Regions from separate parts of the Mus musculus genome. Here region 2 is linked to region 1. A link is a contact called in public HiChIP or PLAC-seq data. All regions are on one chromosome and are shown on one strand. Each heading gives the region's core, a stretch centred on a gene start, on an enhancer-like site or on the middle of the called end of the contact. The rest is flanking DNA. Distances are from core to core; before and after follow the strand shown. Region 1 holds the start of Timp4 (tissue inhibitor of metalloproteinase 4). Region 2 has its middle 4.3 kb from the start of Gm24008.

Region 1 (6,584 bases), core at 728-3,227:
GGAACGTAGGAAGCGTAAGCTGAGAGGAAAAAAGGGAGAAATGGACTGGTCAGCAAGTCTTTTCCCTTTGGAATCCTAAAGTACTTTCCTTGGGAACATCCTGTAAAGAATCAGTGTAGGAGCTAGAGACAGCTCCACAGTTAAGAGAGCTTATAGCTCTTGGACAGTACCTGGGTTTAGTTCTCAGCACCTATACCAGGTGTGTCAGAACCATCTATAACTCCAGCTCCAGGGGATTTGACACCTCTGGCCTCTGCAGACACCTGCATGCACACGGTACATACAAACTCATACATCCATACATATATCTACACAAATTGAAAAAAAATAATTTTGGTCAATTTGTCAAAATACAATGCATGAAATTCCTGGATAATTAATAAAAATATTGAAATAAAATAATTAGTACACCCTACTTGTTTTACACATGGAACCCATAGAATGACAGCAGCGTTCCCAAGGTTACACAGTAGGCTGGAAGCAGAGCTTCCCATCTGATGCACTACATCTCTCTATTTCTGTTTTCTCTGCATTAGATAACCCTGGCAAGACCCCTCACCGCTAAGAAGATTTTTGTTCTTTTTTATTGTTTTTTTTAATTCATGAAAGGGTAAATTTTGCTGTCTGTAAACTGTACTGTAGCCAACCAGAAGTGTTAGGAAATGCACTTTGAGTGCCTTAATGTCCATTTGAAGCATGCACCTCTGACCTCCTCCCGTCGAGTGCCATCTTCCCGGTGCTGACCCTGTCCTCTTCCTCTGTCACACTCTTCACTCCTTGCCAACATCACAGACTTAGTATGCTGAGGCCTATCTCTGTCCAGTTCAGAGTTTGAAGGAGATGGCATAGGGTTTGACATGTTTACCCTTGGGAGACATCCTTAAGAAAGTAAACGCTTTCCCAAAGTAGCCCGGTTTTATCAGAGGAGTGAGATTTAAGGGAACATGGACCCTCCAAAGGCAGGGTGTTGAGCTGCAACGAAACGCAGGCAGAAGTAGCACAGACCCATGGCATGGTGGGGAGAGAGTAGGAAGCCACACTAGCAGGTGAAGATTCCAGTTCTCTCGGCCACTGATCTTCTGCCAGCCACTTCATGGTACTGAGCCTCTCAGCCTTCACATCTGCCAAGTGACAAGGCTGAGCTGATGCTTTTAAGGCCCCTCCAAGAGACAACTCTTGGCCTGAGCTTGACATTAGCCTGGACCTGTCACCTGCCTCTCTCTAACTTCGTTCTCTCCCGAGCCCTTTCTTTTCAAACATCACTATCAAATGTAAAATGAAGAGCGGGACAAATCGTATAGTTCAGTCCTACTTAATGGAGAAAAGAGTTCGGGCCCAGTGAGGCCCAGATCACTAACAGACCCAATGGCAGTCAGAATCAGGATCCAGCCTCCTACCCTCCCCGGGCAGCCATTCCACGAGCTTCTTTTCATTCAAATTCTTGGAGCAGTTTGCTGACAAACAGTGGACAAGGCTTGGGTCACAATGAGTGCCTGGCTTGTTTGCTAAGCGGCTCCACCTTCTGCAACATGGCAGTCTCCACTGGGCAATGATGTGCAGTAGGCGCTCTGAGGTCCAAAGTTTGCCCTGAGCTACAGGACACCCCTGTTTTAAGCTCCACAGAAAGAACTGCCCCCCGCCCCCCCCCCCCCCCCCCCCCCGTAGCGGTTAACTAAGGCACTGGCTGTAAGAAAGGGTTTGAAAGCACTGGCTACTTTCTCTGACATCCTTCCCTACCACCCCCCACAGCCCCCACCCCCACCCTTGGCTGACAGCGCCAAGACACACACACCCCAACTTTCTCTGTCCTGTTCCCTGACTGTTTGCTGTTGCTTTGGAGCCTCGTAAATAGGGCATTGAAAACACTTCCTGCAGCTGAAAGAAACCCTGAGTAGCTTGTCTCACTCCCAGTATGCAGCTCAGCAAGGGGTCTGTCCTCCTCTGTCACTGTCTCTTTTGCCTGTTGTAATTCTGTCTGCCTCTGACTTGGCCTGTGTCTCTCTGTGTCTATGCTTCCCTTCACTAGCTCTTGCTCTTAGTGCTCTCCCTCATCTCTCTGCCTTTTCTAAGTCTCTTCACTGGTCTTTGCTTTTTTTTTTTTTTTTTTTTTTATCTCTCTGCCCCTAACTGCAGAATCTTCCTCTACTTCCAGGCTCTTTTCGGAATCTGCAGGTTTCCCTCTGCAACTTCCCAACTGGGTTTGTTGGTCTGGTCAGGAGGGCCTTGGGTCCTGTGGCTGTGGGTGGCCTGGTGCCAAAGGAGGGAGGAGCCCATGGGGGCGTGATTGGCTCTAAAGCCACCTCATAAAGACTGGGGCTGCACGAAGCTTTCTGGAGGAGTCCTGGAGGGGCTGTTTGTTACGACAGGCAGACCCCACGAGCTCAGCTGGGGCTCTGCAGTGTCATGCCCTGGAGTCCCCTGGCTGCGCTGAGCTGGGCGCTGGTGCTGAGGCTGCTGGCTTTGCTGTGGCCCCCTGGACGGGGTGAGGCGTGCAGCTGTGCGCCTGCGCACCCCCAGCAGCACTTCTGCCACTCGGCTCTAGGTGAGTCCATGGTCCTGAGGACCACAGCAGGGGTTGCCAGTAGGAAACGTGGTGTTGGGCAGAGCTTTAGACCCGGAGTCTGAGGGAAGGGGTGGAGCTCAGTTCATGTATGGGTGCCTCCTGTAACAGCTGATAAGTCAGAAATGGGTATTGCTTTATTGACCTTGGAAGTGCAAAGCCTGATTTGTAGAAGTATTCTATCACGGACCTCTCGAGTAGTTTTATCAGCTCAGCTTGGTAGGACCTAGCTGTCTCTGGAGCTATCAAGTAACTTCTAGAACTCCAGGATGCAAGGGGTGTTTGCATTATAACACCTGTCTCCCAGCCTGCAGTTGAGGTTGCCAAGGTGCCCCCACAGGACACATCTTTCTACCTTTGTCTTCCCTTGCCTGGATACCCTTCTTTCACAACTTTAAATTCCTGGCAACTACTATTCACCCTTCATTTTCTGAAGGCTTCTTGATTCTTTGCTGTTCCCTATTTGTGGTAGGTGCTTTTTTTTTTTTTTCTTTTTTAAATAAGGTATTCTCCATTAGATCAAGACTTCTACAGGGTGAGAGCCCTTTCGATGAGCCTTGTGCCTAGCGAAAGTTCAGGCAGAGAGGAAAATCCTTTTTTTTTTTTAAAGACTTTCCAGTGCTGGGGCTGTAGCTCAATGATAGAGCATTTGCCTGTCATGAATGTGGCTTTAGGTTCAGTCTTCAATACTGAAAAATAAAATAAGATACAGTTCTTGATTAGATGTAAAGAAATGAATCTCCTCAATGGAGAATTAGGACATTTACAAATTCAATGAACATTTGTTACTGTTACTTTTAGTGAGCTATGAGGTTCTAAGATGTATAGACAGATGAGTCCCACACCAACTGCTTTGAAGGGACTCCTACTCTTACTACAACCAGGGCTACGGAGAACTTGTGCTCTGGAAACCAATAGGTTAAAAGGCCAAAAGAATACAATGTGAGGACCTAATAGCCCTGAAGGGCTTAAAGCTGGCAACCACTGCAGAGTAAATTCCAAGTCCCTTCTCTCGAATGTGCCATACTGTGAAGAACCCAAAATACTTGAACCAAGAGTTTCCTGGACACTCAGAGGACCCCGGACCATCCAGATCTCAGATGGCATACTCCTACAGTGCTAAAGTTTCCCTTTTTCTGTTCAGTGATACGGGCCAAAATATCCAGTGAGAAGGTAGTCCCTGCCAGCAAAGACCCTGCTGACACTCAAAAACTGATCCGGTATGAAATCAAACAGATAAAGGTACATGAGGGCAGGACAAGGGCTGAACCATGATGGGCTGATGAAGGGATGGGGTTTGTGCTATGGGAGGGACGAACCTGGTAAGAGTCAGGCAATGGACTCTGGTTTCTTTATGAAGGTGCTGAAGTGAATATGAGCTGGTATGGGCTGGGCCCATGGGAACCAAATGATTATTCAGGATGGGGACTTGCTATCTATCCTGTCCTAGAGCTCTTCGTTCATGGGACCTCCCCATCTCCCTGGGATAAATCAAGGTGTAGACTTGAGTGAATGAATGAATGAATGAATGAATGAATGAATGCCAGCAAGGTCATCTGTGCACCAAGTCTGAATTTGAGCTTTGTTTAATGTTTGGATACAAATGAGCAGTTTCTAACCTGCTGCCATGCCTATTACACTCCTGACCCAGTGCTGCCCTTCTGTAACTGCCTTTTAGATGTTTAAAGGGTTCGAGAAGGCCAAGGATATTCAGTATGTCTACACGCCATTTGACTCTTCCCTCTGTGGTGTGAAGCTAGAAACCAACAGTCACAAGCAGTATCTTTTGACTGGTAAGTGAAGGGGCTAAACAGAGTTGTGATCATGACCATGGCCTTTTAGTTAGGAGGAACAGTGAACTCCCTTTCCATTCACAGGAGTCCCTGCTCTAGTGATCCTGGTCACCACTTCACTATGTTAAGGATAGGTTGCTCTACCAACCTAGTTCCATTGAAAGTTTTATGGTACACAATTTTTGGTATCTTGAACCCAAATACATCTCTGGGATGTGTTTTCTGAGTGTTTATCTTGCCCTGTGCATAAGCTTGACCCTAACAGTTCTACCTCCATGAACCTGGTGCTGGGCCAACCTCCTCCATACTGAACTGATTGGGACAGAAAAGTAAATCAGCCACCCATCCAATATCCCCAAGAATATAATCTTGGAATAAATGAATACAATACTGAAGTATTTTGGAATTCAGGAAAAGAGGTGCTGGTATGGTTGTGAACAAGCCGGGAAACTCCACTGTTTGAGTGGGCTCTACAATGGCCTACAAGGTGGAAAATAAAACCTGCAGCCCACAGGGAGAATAGGGAGGAGTTCTACTCTCTATCTATGGAGCCAGCAGATGACCATACTACAGGCCTTGGGTAGAAGAGTGGAGATTCGGGAGTAGGTCATAGTCTTCAATGAGCCCCTAGTCCAGACATGTCTCCTGAAGAGTGACAGGAACCAGAGGACACAATGAAAGGGGCTTCTTGGCCCCTAGTACCAAGTAGGACGTGGAACTGTGCTGCCCTAGGCAGCCTCTGCAGAGATGGGGCAAGCCACTGCACCCTCCAAGTTCCTTGTAAGCAGATCAGTCCCTTTACATCTCCCCATCCCTTTCCTGAGCACCCCCTTTGTGTTTCTCATTCTCACTGAGGCACTGAGGTCTGTCAGGGAAAAGAGAGCATGGGGTTTCTGTCCTCAAGGTCAGGAATAACCAAAGGTTGGGACATGCAAGAAAACATAACTCTATAAAACAATATCAATGCCCATGCGTTCAGGAGAAGGGATTGATTAGTAAAACCCTTCGTTGATAGGTTACACCATGACATTGTAGCCTTTTGTCATGTATCAGTGACATGGCATCTTGCTTCTTTCTCCTGTGAGCTGAAATGAACTACCTGTAGTGGCAGGGTGTGTGGCTGTCCTCCTGCCTTTGTGCAAGACAGTTCCAGTGTCCAGAGGCCCTTGCACTTGGTTGACAGTGGATTTCCACTCATCCCTTCAAGGCAGTGTCCTTTATCTACCCTCTTCTGCACTTTGTTCTTATATCTGGGAAATTATATTCTAGTAACCGATGCCTACTTTCTGTGTACCCTCCTAAAGGGCAGAGATACTGTCATTTGATTTCTGCATCTGGTACTAGGGCAAGTAGCTGCTTAGTGAATAAATGGTTGAGTGTCTAAGTTCTAGGAGTGGTGATGGATGGCTCTGAGGAAAAGATGTATTGAACAGATCTATGGGACCGGTGAAGTGATCCTGTGGTTAAGAGCATGGGCTGCTCTTTTGGAGGATTCAGTTCAATTCCTAGCACCCACATGGGGGTTCACAAGTTCTGTGCTGCTTAAGAGAAAGATCTGTGAAAGACAGAAGAAACTTGACAAGTTTGGGAGTTTTTAAAAGGCACTTTCCTATGGGGAAATACTCACCAATATACCTATCAATGGAGCAAGAGAGGCCAGTATGGATATTGGAAAGGAATGGACATCTTTTATGGGCCTACAACTGTATAAAGAACTCTATATACATTCTCTTGTTTAATCTCAGCAACCGCTTTACCATTCCCACCCTCCATCTAAAAGTTCCTGTGGCCTTCTTTAAGGTCAAGGCAGCTGGTACATAAAAGGAGATGTCTGCCCCTCTCTCCCTCCCTCCCTCCGCTAGGGATCTAGCTCAGGCCCTTTCGCAAGCTAAGCATGTGCTCAGTTACTCAGCTACATTCCCCAACCCTGCAGTCAGGCATTCTGTTGTTTGGTCTTTTACTTGTTCCTTTTGTGTGTTTCTCTGAGGAAGGGTCTTACTACATAGCACTGGCTGATCTACAGCCTTAATCCTTTTGCCTCAGTCTCCTGAGGGCTAAGGTTACAGGCATGTACCACCAGCTGTGACAAGCTGCAGTCAGATTTTAAATCCCACCTTCTTTCTGCTTCATGCTAAAGGAAAAGACCTTCAGCAGATCTCATAATTCTTCCCGGTATAGATACCATGCATACATAGTCTTTGCTTTAAAGGTTACAGGGATTCATCTGAGTC
Region 2 (5,740 bases), core at 2,833-5,332, 470 kb before region 1:
CACTTCAACTTCCACAACGAGGAGACTTTTCTTTTTCTCTGTTGGTGGGGAAGTTGCGAGACTGGAAAGCAGGTATGAGGGGAGGGGAAGGCGAGTAGATTAGGGTGCATGATGTGAAATTCACAAAGAACCAATAAAAAGTTAAAGAAGGGAAGAGAGAAAGAGAGAAAAAGAAAGAGAGAAAGAAGGATCTTGTTTTTAAAGACAGGGTCTCTCTGATATGTAGCCCGGCTGTTCTGGAACTCAATAAAGACCATGCTGCTCTTGAACTCAAGAGATCCACCTGCCTCTGCCTTCTGAGTGTTCCAATTAAAGATGTACACCACCACCACACCTAGCATCTGACTGGTCTTATGCCTTGTTTGGTTCAAGACAGGGCTTCTCTGTATAGTCCTTACCATCCTGAAACTCTTTCTGTAGACCAGGCTGGCCTCAAACTCAGAGATTAGCCTGCCTCTGTCGCTTGGGTTCTGAGATTAAAAGTGTGCGACACCACCACCCGGCTAGTATTAAGTTAATTTAACATAAGCTAGAGTTATCTGAAAGGAGGGAACCTCAGTTGAGAAAATGCCTCCATAAGATCCAGCTGTAGGACATTTTCTTAATTAGAGGTTCCAGCCCACTGTGGGTGGTGCTATTCCTGAAGTGGCCATTCTGGGTCCTATAAGAAAGCAGACTGAGTAAACCATGAGGAGCAACCCAGTAAGCAGCACTCATCCATGGCTTCTGCAACAGCTCCTGCCTCCAGGTTCCTGCCCAGTTTGAGTTCCTGTCATGACTTACTTCAATGATGAGCAGTGATATGGAAGTGTAAGCTGAATAAGCCATTTCCAGGGAGGTGTTTTTGATCAAGGTGTTCTGTCATACAGTTAGAAACCCTAAGACACACAGCAAATAAAAAATTTTAAACTAAATAAAGCTGTCATGGCAGTGTGGGCCTGTGATTTCTGGGAAGTCAGGGGCAGGCAGATCTTTGTGAGTTCTAGGGCTATATCAAGAGACCCTGTCAGAGACAAACTGAAAATGTAGAAAGCAAGAAAGGAGGATGCCCTGCCTCTAGCCTGTACATACAGCACACACAGACACCTCCACAGAAGCACACATGTGTAAACCAAACCAACCAAACACCAAAGAAACAAAAACCCCACGAAGAAGAACAACAAAAATTAATAAGCACCTTTTGTTTTGTTTTGTTTTGTTTTGTTTTGTTGAGACAGGGTTTCTCTGTGTAGCCCTGGATGTCCTGGAACTCACTCTGTAGACCAGGCTGGTCTCGAATTCAGAAATCTGCCTGCCTCTGCCTCCCAAGTGCTAGGGTTAAAGGTGTGCGCCACCACCGCCCAGCATAAGCACCTTTTTTGAGACTAGGTCTCACCATGAGCACCAGGCTGGCCTCTAACTCACAGAGATCTGCTTGTCTCTGCCTCCAGAGTATGGGAGTACCACACTTGACAAATTAATTTTTATGAACTTAAACAATGTTCCTTGATTCATTTTTTTTGTTTCTGCTTGTTCATTTGTTTTTGTGCGTAAGTTTTCCTTTTCTTTTCAGAGCCGATGACTGAATCCGGGTCCTTGTACCTGCTAGGCAATTGCTCTGTCACTGAGCTAAACTTCCACCTCTTGATAGACATTTCAGTTCAGATGAAAGTCAGACAACTGACAAATGTGTGAAGGCATGCTGTGGGGGTTTGAATAGGCTTGGCCCCTATAGACTCATGTATTTGAATGCTCGGTCATAGTGAGTGGCACTATCAGGAGGTGTGGCCTTGTTGGAGGAAGTATGTCACTGTGGGGGTGGGGGTTTTGAGGTTATATATGCTCAAGCTCAGCCCAGTGTGGAAGACAGTCTTTTTGCTGCCTTCAGATCAAGATGCAGAACTCTCCAGCTCCTCCAGCACCAGGTCTGCCTGAACCCTGCCATGCTTCCCACCATGATGATAATGGACTAAACCTCTGAAACTGTAAGCCAGCTCCAATTGCCTTGGTCATGGTGTCTCTTCACAACAATAAAACTCGAAGACACATACTTAATATACTGTATTATATGGAATCATTAAAATGACCATGGGCTACACACCCTCAAGAGAGGTGACAATTACTATCTGGTGATACAAAATGTTGCTGAGTGGAGCAGTGGGAATGAACAGTGTGCTGGGCAGGATCAGCCAGGCATTTGTTCAGCCACTCTGGAAAACTCTCTGGCATTATCTAGTACAGCCAGCCAGAGATACACTGTCTAGGTATACCTAGATACACTGTCACATCGATACCCAAGAGAGAAGCACAGCCTCATGCAACAGAGCATAAGGGAAGACAGAAGACTCGAAGCAGCGCTGTGCAAGACAGCCCCAATCTGAAAGTAGTCCAAATGTCCCTGAGCAGAATGAAATTATTGTATAGTCATGTACTGAAATATTATACAGCAGTGCCAGCGAGATGACTTAGCAGGTAAGAGAGCTTAGCACCCAGGCCTAGCAAAACTGAATTCCATCCCCAGGAACCACACGGTGGGAGGAGAGAAACAATTCCGTGGCATAGCCCTCTGACCTCCATGTCTACGCTGTGGCGTGGACAGCTGAATCCCCACATCATACATTCACATACTAATTATTAATTTTAAAAGAAAATGAGAAAGCACATTTTCATGTAATAGCATTGATGAACCTCACAAACATAGTGTGATAGATCATTTTAATTTTTTAAAATTATGTGTGTGTCTGTGTGGAAGTATGTATACATGAGTGCCCGGTACCTTCAGAAGTCAGAAGAGGGTGTCAGATCCCCTGGGACTGGAGTTCCTGGCAGTAGTGAGCAAACCACCCAGTGGGTGCTGAGGATTGAACTCTGGGCCTCTGCAAGATCCGTAATCACTCTCAATGGCCGAGCCTTCTCTCCAGTGCCCATAAACATTAGATTGAATGAAATGTGTGACTTTATTTACACAAACTTCCCATTTTTAAATATGTATTCTGATAATTAAGCACAAAGCAAAAAGAATGCAGGCACAGCCCTGCAGATCCGGGAGATGTATGATTTCCTGGGCAGTCAATGTCTGATTGAATAAGGGAGTGGCAAAGTCCTCTGTCTTTGTTTTTTGTTTGTTTGTTTAGTTTAGTTTTTCTAGACAGGGTTTCTCTGTAACAAAGCCCTGGCTGTCCTGGACTCGATTTATAGACTAGGCTGCTGCCCTTGAACTGACAGAGACCCACCTGTCTCTGCCTCTGCCTCTGCCTCTGCCTCTGCCTCTGCCTCTGCCTCCTCTGCCTCTGCCTCTGCCTCTGCCTCTGCCTCTGCCTCTGCCTCTGCCTCTGCCTCTGCCTCTGCCTCTGCCTCTGCCTCTGCCTCTGCCTCTGCCTCTGCCTCTGCCTCTGCCTCTGCCTCCCAAGGGCCACCAAGCCCCTCTCATTTCTTTAGTTTTTAAGATACAGAATCTACAGGTAGCACAGGTTGTCCTCAGACTCAAATCCTCTTGTCTCTGAAAACTGAGTGCTGGGATTAAAGGCATGCCAGACTTCTGGATACTTTTCTACGTATTCCATGATAAAAATTAAGTAGAGAGATGAGTTAGTGATTAAGTGTGCATGTTGCTCTTCCAGGGAACCCGGGTTCTGTTCCCCACACCTACATTGAGCTGCTCACAGTGACCTGCAACTCCAGTTCCAGGAAGATCCAACATGTGTGGTCTCTGAGGCCGCCTGCATCCACATGTACACGCGCGCCCATGTGTGTGTGTGTGACAGAGAGGGAAAGTCAGAGAAGGAAAGAAACAGAGGGAGAAAAGGGAGAGAGAGAGAGAGAGAGAGAGAGAGAGAGAGAGAGAGAGAGAGAGAGAGAGAGAGAGGAGGGAAGTGGAGGGAAGTGGAGGGAGTAAGTTTGAAACCATGAACTTTGCTCTTCTGGACACAAGAGGGGGTGCTAACCGGTGACCAGCTAAGGAAACCAGGTTTCCTAGCAACAGAGAAAAACATTGAGCAGGAAGTTTCTAAGATTCAGTCGATGGATTTCAGCTCTGCACCTGCTTGGGGCAAGGCTCGCTCCTGGCACCTGGAGCCTTCTGTTGAGTCTTGAGCGTCCTTGACCTTTTGTGGGAAAGTGGAGTACTCCTGAACACGAGGTCAGATCGGCAGGGCTGGGGTGCTGAGCCCTGGATCGCCTTTCTTCCCTGATCTTTTCCGTAGGACTCCAAACCCCCTGGTGTTTCCCTCAAATGAAGAGGCAATTAAGGCATGGGAAGGAGGGAGTTTGCCTGGAGCATGCTGAGACTTCAGGTTGTAAAAACAGAAAGATTTGGGTTGCAATGACCATTCTTAGGTTTGTTATTTTAACAGATAAGTATTGGGTAAATAAGTATTAGGCAAATCCTGTGGAATAGTAATAACACAGGAAGAATCCACTGTGAAGCGGCTGGGCTGGGGCTCCGTGGTAGAATGTGCGGGGCGTTGCTGCCCGGATCTTGGCTGGCCCTGTGGCACTAGCAGGAGGTGCTGAGACCTTTAAGAGGCGGGGCTTACCTGAATAGCTGTGAGATCATTGGGTGCACGTCCTCAAAGGGACTGGTTGGACCAGTCTTTGTGTGTGATAGACTTACTGGGGAGACACAACACACACACACACACACACACACACACACATCTGTTCTCTCAGAAAGGGAACCAGTCTTTGTGTGTGATAGACTTCCTGGGGAGACAAACACACACACACACACACACACACACACACACACACACACACACACACACACATCTGTTCTCTCAGAAAGGGAACCAACCCCATGACAGAACCAAGAAACATCCACACCAAGGTCCAACTTGGTTAAACTAGTGAGATTTTATTGGTCTGCTAACAGGAGTGTGGGTGAGGGGTTATTTACAGTACCAGGTGTGGCTCAAAAACAGCTGCATCACCAAAAAGCCCCAAACAGAGTGACGACTCACAAAAGCAGCAACCCTGAAGCGCTCTGTACACCATGCAGGCAGCTGACAGATCCAAGATATCTCCTCTCTGCAGCTGGGCTGCTCAGAGTCTGTTCCAACAGCTGTTTATTCCTTCTGGAAAGCTGGAGAAAGACCTTCCAGATTCTCGCAAGTTTCTGCTTTCCCAGAAGGTGACCTCTTGTTTACCTCCGTGATCTCCCAAGGGCCCCTGACCCTGGAAGGAAAGTTTGGATTCCGTGGACTCTGCCGCCCAGCTCCAGCCCTCTCCTGCCTCTCTTGCACTCACTCGGCAACCGGCCTCCTTTGGCTCCAGCTTCCATGTTTGTCCTCACCACAAACCCAAATGTCTGAAGCCATGAGCCAGAACGAAGCTTTCCTCTTTTTAATTTGGTTCTCTACAGAACTGTCAAAGAAGCAGAAATCTGGCTAACAAATGGAGAAAGAAATTGAGAAATGGATCACAGTTAAACTCCTGCACAGGGTACTCAGCACACACACCGTACAGTTCAGAGCAGCCTGCAACGCCAGCTACAGAGAGCCAAAGCACATTTCTGGCCTCTGAGGGGATCTTTTGGATGCCCACTGTTAGCATTCTGTCTAAGCTCTGCCCCACAGTTACCTGGATTGCCAGGTATGTCTGACACTCTATAAAGGGGGCTGCTTGCCCCCTCCTTTCTCTCTTGCTCTCTCTTGCTCTTGCCTTCCTGCTCCTGCTCAGTCCTCCTCATGGCCAGTCTCTACTCCCCTCCTCTCCTCCTCTCCCCTCCCCTCCCCTCTCTCTCTGCCTTTCTCCACCTCTACTA

What was found. HiChIP or PLAC-seq counts read pairs in DNA pulled down with a chosen protein or histone mark.
Region 2: an H3K27ac HiChIP or PLAC-seq map of trophoblast stem cells shows a contact between it and region 1, with 4 times the contacts expected there. The contact joins the enhancer-like site here to the promoter of Timp4 in region 1. A contact is called at or near these places in 4 of 39 promoter capture datasets (the C10 cell line, hippocampal neurons and liver), 2 of 484 Hi-C or Micro-C datasets (bone marrow-derived macrophages and embryonic stem cells), 2 of 115 datasets of contacts at active chromatin or transcription factors (pancreatic cancer cells and trophoblast stem cells) and 1 of 9 other capture datasets (adipose tissue).

What each region holds. Positions count from the first base shown.
Region 1 is chr6:115,247,598-115,254,181 of GRCm38.p6, reverse strand. It overlaps Timp4 (tissue inhibitor of metalloproteinase 4), which reads left to right and starts at 1,977. Exons shown (of 5, transcript NM_080639.4): 1 at 1,977-2,542; 2 at 3,705-3,802; 3 at 4,239-4,353. The coding sequence starts at 2,404. It overlaps Syn2 (synapsin II), which reads right to left. Exons shown (of 13, transcript NM_001111015.1): 6 at 1-19.
Region 2 is chr6:115,716,638-115,722,377 of GRCm38.p6, reverse strand. No RefSeq gene overlaps it. Among named protein-coding and RNA genes, the nearest start is that of Gm24008, 4.3 kb to the left of the region's middle. Within about 2 kb of position 4,082, at least 260 of the 459 cell types and tissues checked have an H3K27ac peak or open chromatin away from gene starts, as enhancers often do. A contact at or near this core is called in adipose tissue, bone marrow-derived macrophages, embryonic stem cells and 3 more, where this site is marked.